Linked DNA regions of Zea mays: regions 1 and 2 are each linked to region 3. The links are chromatin contacts, called in public Hi-C maps. All regions are on one chromosome and are shown on one strand. The core of a region is the stretch at or near the end of the contact, and the rest is flanking DNA. Distances in the headings are between cores, read along the strand shown.

Region 1 (2,860 bases), core at 34-2,533, 230 kb after region 3:
GATGAGGCGCTCCTTGAGCTCGGTGAGGCTGGAGGTGCTCTTGGGGCCGAGATCCCCGCCGTCGACGTGGATCGGGTAGAGGCCGAGGTCGCTGAGGTTGTGCAGGCCGAGCACGTTGTGCCTGTCGTCGTCGTCGGCGTCGGCGGCGTAGCGGCACCCCGCGGCGGCGCCCTTGCGGAACTGCAGGAGGCGGGTGAAGCGCGTGAGGATGAAGAGGATGCGCGTGTGCGCCTGCTTCGGGAGGCCTGCGGGGAGGTCCTGCCGGCGGTCGTCGAGGCCCTGCACTACGCCCTCGCAGCGGGTCCACAGCTCCTCGGGGCTCATCTCCGCGCACCGCTGTGCCACCACCAGCAGGTCCTCCAGCGCGACGCGACAGTCGTCCCGGTGGTCGCCCGACCGCGCCAGCATGTCGACGAGGTCCCCCGCGAAGACGCCCAGCTCGCTGTCCACCTCCTCCTTGAGGCGGATGAACTTGGTCCGGATGGCGCCGATGAACTCCTCCGGGGTGGTGCTGCCGAGCCCGCCGCCGCGCACCATCTTGCGCATCGCCGGCACGCCGCCGCCGCCGCCCCTCGAGCTCAGCTCGTGCGAGAAACTCTTCACCTCGGGTGCGCGCTTCCGGCGCCCGCTGGTGGCGCGCAGGATCGCGCGGAACCGCGGGGAGTCCATCTCCCGCCCGCCGCCGTCCACCATCGCCGCCGGCAGCCCGCGCCCGCCGCCGCCGTCCTTCTACGAATCAGATCAGGCGTATTATAGCATCATATCAAAGCACGTACGCGGCCACCGCATTCCTCAATTGTTTACCTCCATGATCGCAACGTGCGCGCAGGCCAGCAAATTCCTCGCCCTCCAGCATCTTAATTACATGCTTCAAACAAATCGATAAAATCTGATCATTTTTTATACAATTTAAATACGCGACCAGGTAAGCATTTGGACGTGATGGTGACGATTTTCATTTTCACGGGATTGTTCGGAGACACTACAACAAGACCAAAATAAGACACTGTAAGAACTGTTCGGAGACAAGAGGTATTGTTCTAGCAATTTCGTGGGAATGTGATGACCGGTGAATCGATTGAACAAGAAGAAAATCATATGACGTACGTGAGCGGATTTGATAGTCATAACGTACCTACCCGATGGAGAAGACAGACGACGATCGATCAAAACTTACCTATGTAAATATAAAACTAATAACGGGGACACTTTTTCCCATGTAATTTCATCATGAGGTGCTAATTTTAACATCAGGTGTTTAGTGTTGCCAAGGAGGAACTAAAAACGAGGGGACGGAGGGGTAACGGGGTAGATAGGTGGACCACCTGTTAGCCTACCCACTAGAGTGGAGCGGTCTAACGTGTTCCTCGGACACGCGTGGCGTATCGCTCCTTCTCGTGTACGTGACGTAAGAGGGTCCCACCCGCCAGCCAGAGAAAAATCCCCGCTTATATATACAGTGTATGTCCACCACCCGCTCACCCCGTTAGCTCTCCCCGCATGACTCCCTAGGTGATGGCAGCCAGAAGCAACGGCATGACCACCGATGGCCAGCGGCGGCGGCGGCGGCGGCGGTGGGTTACAGGTTGGGTTCGGCGTCGGCGTCACATTCCTGGAAGCGACGGCCTTAGAAGAGGAGCGACGACTGTCCAAGAGCATAGTTAGGATTTTTCAATATTACATCCACTACAACAGCTACAGTCATTTTCGGCGGCCAGAAGCCGCCGAAAATAAGCCAGTTGCCGCCGAAAATAGGCTATTTTCGGCGGCAATTGACTTATTTTCGGCGGCTTCTGGCCGCCAAAAAAACCTGGCCGAAAATAAGGCTTTATTTTCGGCGGCCAATGGCTGGCCGCCGAAAATAGCTTATTTTCGGCGGCTGGCTTCCTGGCCGCCGAAAATAGCAGATTATTTTCGGCGGCCAGCCAGTCGCCGCCAGAAATAACAACTACCGAAAATAAAATAGCTATTTTCGGCGGCCAGAGGGGCCGCCGAAAATTACTAATTTCAGAGCAAAAAAATTTTGAAAAAAATGCGAAAAATAACAGAATTTCATACAAAATTCATACGATAACAGAAATTCCATACAATCACAGAAAATTTATACTTGAGTTCACAACCTAAAACTTGAGTCCATACAAATATAAAGTCCACAAATAGTCCATACAAACATAAAGTCCACAAAATAGTTCATTACAACACAGTGCGACACAAAGCTAACTTAATCACACATTGGGGTCGTTGGAGTTGTGTCCACTACCTCCAGAAGCCAATAACTGGTCGACGAAGTCGTGTAACGGGGTTGGATCCTAAAAAAAAGATGACATTAATAACGGCATTGGTTACATGTATAACAACTATTCAAACAAATTGTTTCTCAAACTAACCTCTGCTGCATAAGCTCCCTCCCCTGCATAAGCTCCCTCCCCTGCATAAGCTCCTGGTGCTGGTATGACCGGTGGTGGCGTGTTGTGGCCCATGACCCCGGATCCCTACAAAATCAAGTTTAGTAAAGATTTGACAATTAGGTTGATACAAACGACAAGTCTTAACTAAATTGAATAACCTGAGGTGGAGGTGGAGGTGGCGGAGCATGTAATCCCCACTGAGGCATCGGCGGCTGAAATTGAGGGAAAACAAATGGTTGCTGCTGTGCCTGCTGTGGAAACCAAGACTGTTGCAAATATAATATATTAGTTATAGAACCAATATCGAGCGTGTTGAGAATAAATAAGACACTCACGTTCATTGCTTGTTGCGCCTGTGCGTTGTAAGCAGCCATGTACTCTGATTGCTGTTGGAGAAATGCCATTTGTTGTTGCCGCATCTCTTCACGAAACTTTTCTTGCTGCTCCCTCAT
Region 2 (2,960 bases), core at 282-2,781, 180 kb after region 3:
ATCATCCTTACAATTTGATGAAATGGGTACAAATCAAAGAAAACAAAAAAAGAAATGGAAAAAGGAATTCTGTTAACACTGTAGCTTTAGGGGATCGAATTTAGGGGACGTTGCTGGAGACACAGAAGATATAGAGGACAAAATCTTTTAGAGTGTGCTGTAAAGTACAGGGAATATTCTTTTAGGGGACGAAATTTAGGGGACGTTGCTGGAGACAGCCTAAGTGCTACACGATCCTTGGGTGAACGCTAACCGGATAGGGGGGTGTCTTACCGTGGCATGACGCGGTGGCGAGGCCGATCCACGTCGCACGGTCATCCGTGGCGGAGGAGAAATCTCCGGTGAGGAATTGCCGTCGAGATCCCATCTCACTTGTTGATGCCAGGGATAGCTCCGGTATAGGTGTACATTTGGGACGGGTCTGATGGGCCGGCCCGAAGCACGAAAAAAAACACGCCCTAGGCACGGCACGACACGAAATATTTTAATGTCGGGCCGACACGACCCGATATATCGGGCCGGGTTTGGGCCGAGGTCGCGGCTCATGGGCGGGCACGAGCACGGCCCGTTTAAGGCAGACACGAAATGGCCCATATAGAGGCACGAAAAAGGTCCATATATTTATTAAAATCACACTTTCATGTACTTGATAAAGAACACAAAGCTAAAGATAATGTTAGTTAGATATTTTTTGTAGCTTTGAATTAGAGTATGTGATGTAATTTTATTTTTGTTATGAATATTAGATAATGAACTAAACTTACGAACTTTCTATAGAGCTGATTATACTCTTTTTCTTTCTAACAAAATGATTTGTAAACGAGGTAGTCATTGCATAGCTCTAGTAACTTAATACAAATATTAAGTTTGCTTTTGGTCAAATTTATTTGTCTTATCTTTTATTTGTTTTATTAAATTTGATGTGAATTTTGGGCTTTGATGTGAATTTCGGGCCCTGATGTGAATTTCGGGCCAAAAACTGAATTTCGGACCAAAAATTGAATTTCGGGCTCTAATGTGAATTTCGGGCCGCCTGAAATGAGCCCGGCACGTTTAAGCAATTACGGGCCGGGCCGAGGGCTAGGCCCGTGGGCCGGCCCGGTACGGCCCGAAATTCAAACGGGTCGGGTCGGCCCGAAATTCAAATAATACTGACCTTTTCAGGCTTGTGCCGGACCGGGCAACCCGAATGTACACCTAGGGATGACTCTTGACTGTACTCTAAAGGTTGGGATGCAACACGCTTATGAACTGACCACGCCAGCGACCTCTCAGTTTTCTTCTCACGACGGCGCTCTCCGATCTCTCTCTCTCTTATTGTTCAGTTCGGAGGTTCTCTGTTGATGGACAAGGGAGGGGGTCACAGGTTTTAAAATAGGGGCACGGAGCGAAGGCGGTGGAGAGCTCATCCGTGCAGGCTCATAACGATCTCCCAGAGATCATGGCCGCTGGCGCAGAGTCTGTTATAGGAGAACATACGCGGACGAGATGACCCCACTAGCCAGAGAAACGGAGACACAAACCTGGGTATGGCCGGGACCCGGGAGACACTACCCTCAGGGGGACGTGGCTTCTCTCATCCCGTATCCTCGTCCCATGCCTCCTCCTGCCACATGGCTATTTTTTATTGAATTTATTTCTTATGTGGACCCATTCTCAAATAAGAAAGGAGTCTAAGGCTATCCGCACTCATGGAACCCTAAATTTCTACTCTAAAAGGAATATTTTATCCTGGTCAGCGAGATTCTCTACTCTATCCTATAATACTCCGCGTTCATATTCACCATAAATATCTACCCTATACCAACTACCACATATTCTATCATTTTTCCCACACTTTTTTATCCAAAAAAAAAATCCATCGTCGGCGGGTCGCTGTCGCGCACAGTGGATAGACCATTCACCCAGTGACGCGCGGAGCCGTGCACCCCCGTCTCGTTTTAGCGCATGCGAGCGGGATGCGCTGTATTTAGCGTTTGGACGGGTCTACTCGATGGTAGCGCACGACATCCAGTAAGCGGCTGCAGAAGATTTTTACTCCAAGTGTTACTCTATGTTCATAGCGTAACGTTTACAGCTCTCCTCTGCGCACAGCCTAACGGAGTAGACAATACTAGACGCCAAGAAAAAAAACAGACGTCCAATCATATCCATAAGCAAAAAACAGCGGGAAAGAAAAATATGAGTTCTACACAAAGAAATGAAAGCTTAAACAATGAAATGAAAGGCTACATCAGTGTAAAGTATGACATGCTTACTTTTTTGAGCACTTTGGCAGACTGCTTAGGGACAAACGATATGAAGAAGTTACATGTGACTTCAAAGCAACATATAGCACACCTGTGCCAAAGGCAGAATTGACAATATTAAAGGAAGCAGCAAAAGTGTATACACCAGTGGTGTTTAGATTATTTGAGGATCAGGTGTTGCAAACTTTAAATTGTTACATCTTTTGTTGTGATGATGATGGTGCAGAGAATATGTATAAAGTAAAAGTTCATGGAAAGCATCATGAAGTAAAAGTGAGGTGCAGCTGCAAGAAATTTGAATTTGCTGGAATCCTATGCTCTCATGCACTAAAGATACTAGATATCAATAGTGTTAAATTGGTTCATGAGGAATACATACTAAAGAGGTGGACAATTGGTGCAAAAGTGGTAGATATACCTAGCACACTTACCATGCATGACGATCCTAAAGTCCAGTTATCGAATCGCTTCAGTACATTAACACGAGTTTACAATCGTATACTCGCTCGAGCTGCAGAATCTAAAGAAACTTATAGTATTTGTACACAAACTGCTGAGAATTTGGCAGAAGACATAGAGAATAATTTGAAGATTAAGCCTAGCTCAAACCTGAACAGTTCCTCTACTCCACGAGGTACCTACAATATATCACACAAATATATTATTAACATTTCATTTAACTATTGTTTTCATTGTTTATAGGCTCAAAGG
Region 3 (3,033 bases), core at 233-2,732:
TTTATATATCATATAAGTAGACATTGCTTAAATAAGATAGTTATTCAAATACGATCTAAACTCATATATTAGGTGAGCGTTAATGGAGAGGTATATGTTGTGGGGGCCAGATAAAATAAAGTTTTTTCTCTCACTTTTTCTCACGTTCGCGAGATCAGGGACGGTGAGGGAGGAGGTAATGGACTATAAATAGCTAAATAAGTTATGTCTAACGGGCTGGCCTAAGGTACGATCCATTTAATAGTGCCACGACCTGGCCCGATATGATTTAAAGTGGCTTGTGCCATGCCTGGACCGTCTTCTCTCAGCCCGCAGTGTCAACTCAGTCTGTCACGATTTATTTAATTTTAAAATTATTAGTATATACATTTATAATACCTAGGAGAAGGTGGTTTGTTATAAGAGGTGGTAGTTTGTTCCTTGTGACCTAGGTTCAAACCCTAGCGAGCACATAATTTTTTGGATTTTTCACGGGTGCGTGCGGGGAGATTGTTTTTCGTAGGCGGGAAGCGAACAAGCGCGTGTTTGGTGGAAAATGACACATAAAGAAACCCCCATATAACTACACATAACGACACACGTCGACGGTAGATTGTGGGTTAGATAAAAATGAGTAGAAGTACTTTTTTGCAAATGACATGGCGGTGGAAACAAAAAAACTGATGCTTCATAGGGATATAAGTATGTTAATTTAAAAAAAATCTTTATATGACATTGTAATTTTGTTCAATACCTTATTTATTATCACAAATGTCTTAAAATAATTATTTAAGATATTTGTGATGGCAAATAAGGCACTGAACAAAATTTCAGTCTAGAAAATTGCCCCTCAACTTTACTACATAACCAAAAGGAACCAATCATGATTAAAAGAACAGCTCCAAGAGAGTGCCGAGATTTGACTGGAGGTCATGTTCAATTGACTTGTCATGATTTATTTACTGTAAAGTGGAAAGACCTCTCTTTTTACGAAACTTTGCTGTCAACGCAACCGTCAAGAATCAAGAAACCGGTATGCTGGCCTCCAGCAGACTGTAGCAGTGGAAATTTAGTGACTGTGTATAAACAATTCAGAGACTGAATGCGTATGCAGATCTTTTTGCAGGTGGACAATTTATGAGAGGAGAGCAGAGTACGGATCATTTAAACTCAAAATAAGTAAGCACACGTCTCGAAAATAATATTGAATATTTATATCTTCAAATAAATTTATTATAGAAGTATATTGTATAATCAATCTAATAATATTTGTTATGTATCATAAATAATAGTATTTTTTATAAGTTTAGCGTTTTGACCTCGAAGATATGCATTTATTTTGGTAGTTAGAGAGTACATGTTTGCAAGATAGACAGATATATGCAAGGTAGGAGTGTATCTTCCACCCACTCATTGTAGCAATCATGGCATTTCCCCTCTCTCTCTCTCTACCCAGCATATTGCTGCTCCCACACACACACACAAGGCCACCACAACAAATAAAAGCACTGCTGCTTGCCAGTATTGCTTTGCTTTGCCTTGCTTGCCCCCACACGCCCTCTCTCTCCTCTCTCTCTCTCAAACCGAAAAGAAAAGAGGAAAGTGGGATAGCTCAATCTCTTCTTCCTTCGTCATTCCTCTCCCGTAGGTTCTCTCTCCCTCCCTCCCTCCCTCCCTCCCTCAGCACACATAAACTCGAGATACACATATATATCAGTAGGAGAGGATGGATGTGCAAACCTAGCCTGCTGCCTTTGTAGCTGCAAATTAAATTGAGCTGTACCTGTTGGTCTTCCTCCTCGCTCTTCTTGGTTCTCGCTGGTTGCCGGGAGCTGGGATCGAAAGTACTGCTGTTGTTCGCACGGCGAGGCGGCGGCGGAGACCGGTCAGAAGGAATGTCTTCGGCCCAAATCGCGCCGGCAGATCATGTGTGCTATGTGCACTGCAGCTTCTGCAACACAGTTCTCGCGGTATGTAAGCTGATCTATCTGTATGTATCTCTATGTTGCCTGCTGCGGATCGATGATCTCTCTCTGTACCACTTTCTCTCTCTCTCTCCCTCTGTATCTGATGATCAGTGATTGCCTGCGTGAGAACCACCCTAGCTCATCATCAGTTCATCACCACACAATTGGCATGTTCCACCTTCATGATCTACTTGCTACACTCTTCCAATTGCTTTTCTTGCTAGCTGCTCTTGTTGAGGCTTGAGAGTCGTCGACCTTTATTTCTCCGAATTATACCAAAAAGAGCAGCCAATTGGCTTTCTTCACGATTTTCCCTCTTACATCTGCTCCTTCAGTTTCTTCAAATTTAGTTCATGTTTTTCTATTTGGATCTCCCACTTTATCTGTTCTTCGATTTCTTTGTTCCTTCAGAAAGAAAGTTTTCTATCGTTTGAGGCCAGGTGCATCGATCGATCGGTCAATTTGCTGGATGTCGTTCGATTTGAATATGTACTTCTGAAAGTTCTCAAGATTTGTTTATTGGTTGCTCTCTGTACTGTACTTCTGTATATGATATTTTTTGGGGCGGATACGACAAAATTCCTGCATTGTCCTCGTGTGTTGCACCCACTTGATCGAATCCCTTGTTTTTAATAACCTCAAACTGGTGGGAAACAGTACGCATGTGCCTGAATTTTACTTGACTGTGCCCTATCATCCGTAAGGGCTAGTTTAGACTCTCAAATTCCCGCCAATATTGATCGAAGAGGATTGAGGGAGAAAACTAGCCAAGGGCCAGTTTGGTGGCAAGGGAATTGGAAGTGATTAAGGGTTGATTTGGTGCCAAGGATCACGGGAGATTAGTGCGGATTGACAGGGAAATTAGTTCATTTTTACCTCCAATCCTTCGTGATCTCCTTGTTACCAAATTAACTTTAAGAGATAGTTTGGAAACTCAAATCCCCTTTGGGATAGAAAGGGATTGGAGAGGAAATTAGTTTATTTCCACCTGAATCCCCTCCGATCCCAAAGGAGGTTTGAGGTTCCCAAAGTAGCCTTAAGTGTACTAAAATCTCCTCCCAATTCAAAATTAAATAGGAATGAAGGG

The links. Hi-C and Micro-C count contacts between places; a contact is called where the count stands out from the background.
Region 1: a contact with region 3 is called in a Hi-C map of ear, with 3 times the contacts expected there. The contact joins the promoter of LOC103650276 here to the promoter of LOC100193531 in region 3. A contact is called at or near these places in 2 of 25 Hi-C or Micro-C datasets (ear and tassel).
Region 2: a contact with region 3 is called in a Hi-C map of leaf, with 4 times the contacts expected there. The contact joins the enhancer-like site here to the promoter of LOC100193531 in region 3. A contact is called at or near these places in 5 of 25 Hi-C or Micro-C datasets (bundle sheath, ear, leaf and 1 more).

What each region holds. Positions count from the first base shown.
Region 1 is chr3:110,670,483-110,673,342 of Zm-B73-REFERENCE-NAM-5.0, reverse strand. LOC103650276 (probable serine/threonine protein kinase IRE) reads right to left here and starts at 1,283. Exons shown (of 12, transcript XR_002268055.3): 1 at 1,136-1,283; 2 at 805-868; 3 at 1-729.
Region 2 is chr3:110,720,377-110,723,336 of Zm-B73-REFERENCE-NAM-5.0, reverse strand. No RefSeq gene overlaps it. Among protein-coding and RNA genes, the nearest start is that of LOC103650276, 50 kb to the right of the region's middle. Within about 2 kb of position 1,531, at least 9 of the 20 cell types and tissues checked have an H3K27ac peak or open chromatin away from gene starts, as enhancers often do. A contact at or near this core is called in ear, leaf and tassel, where this site is marked.
Region 3 is chr3:110,903,287-110,906,319 of Zm-B73-REFERENCE-NAM-5.0, reverse strand. LOC100193531 reads left to right here and starts at 1,482. Exons shown (of 6, transcript NM_001366963.1): 1 at 1,482-1,949. The coding sequence starts at 1,875.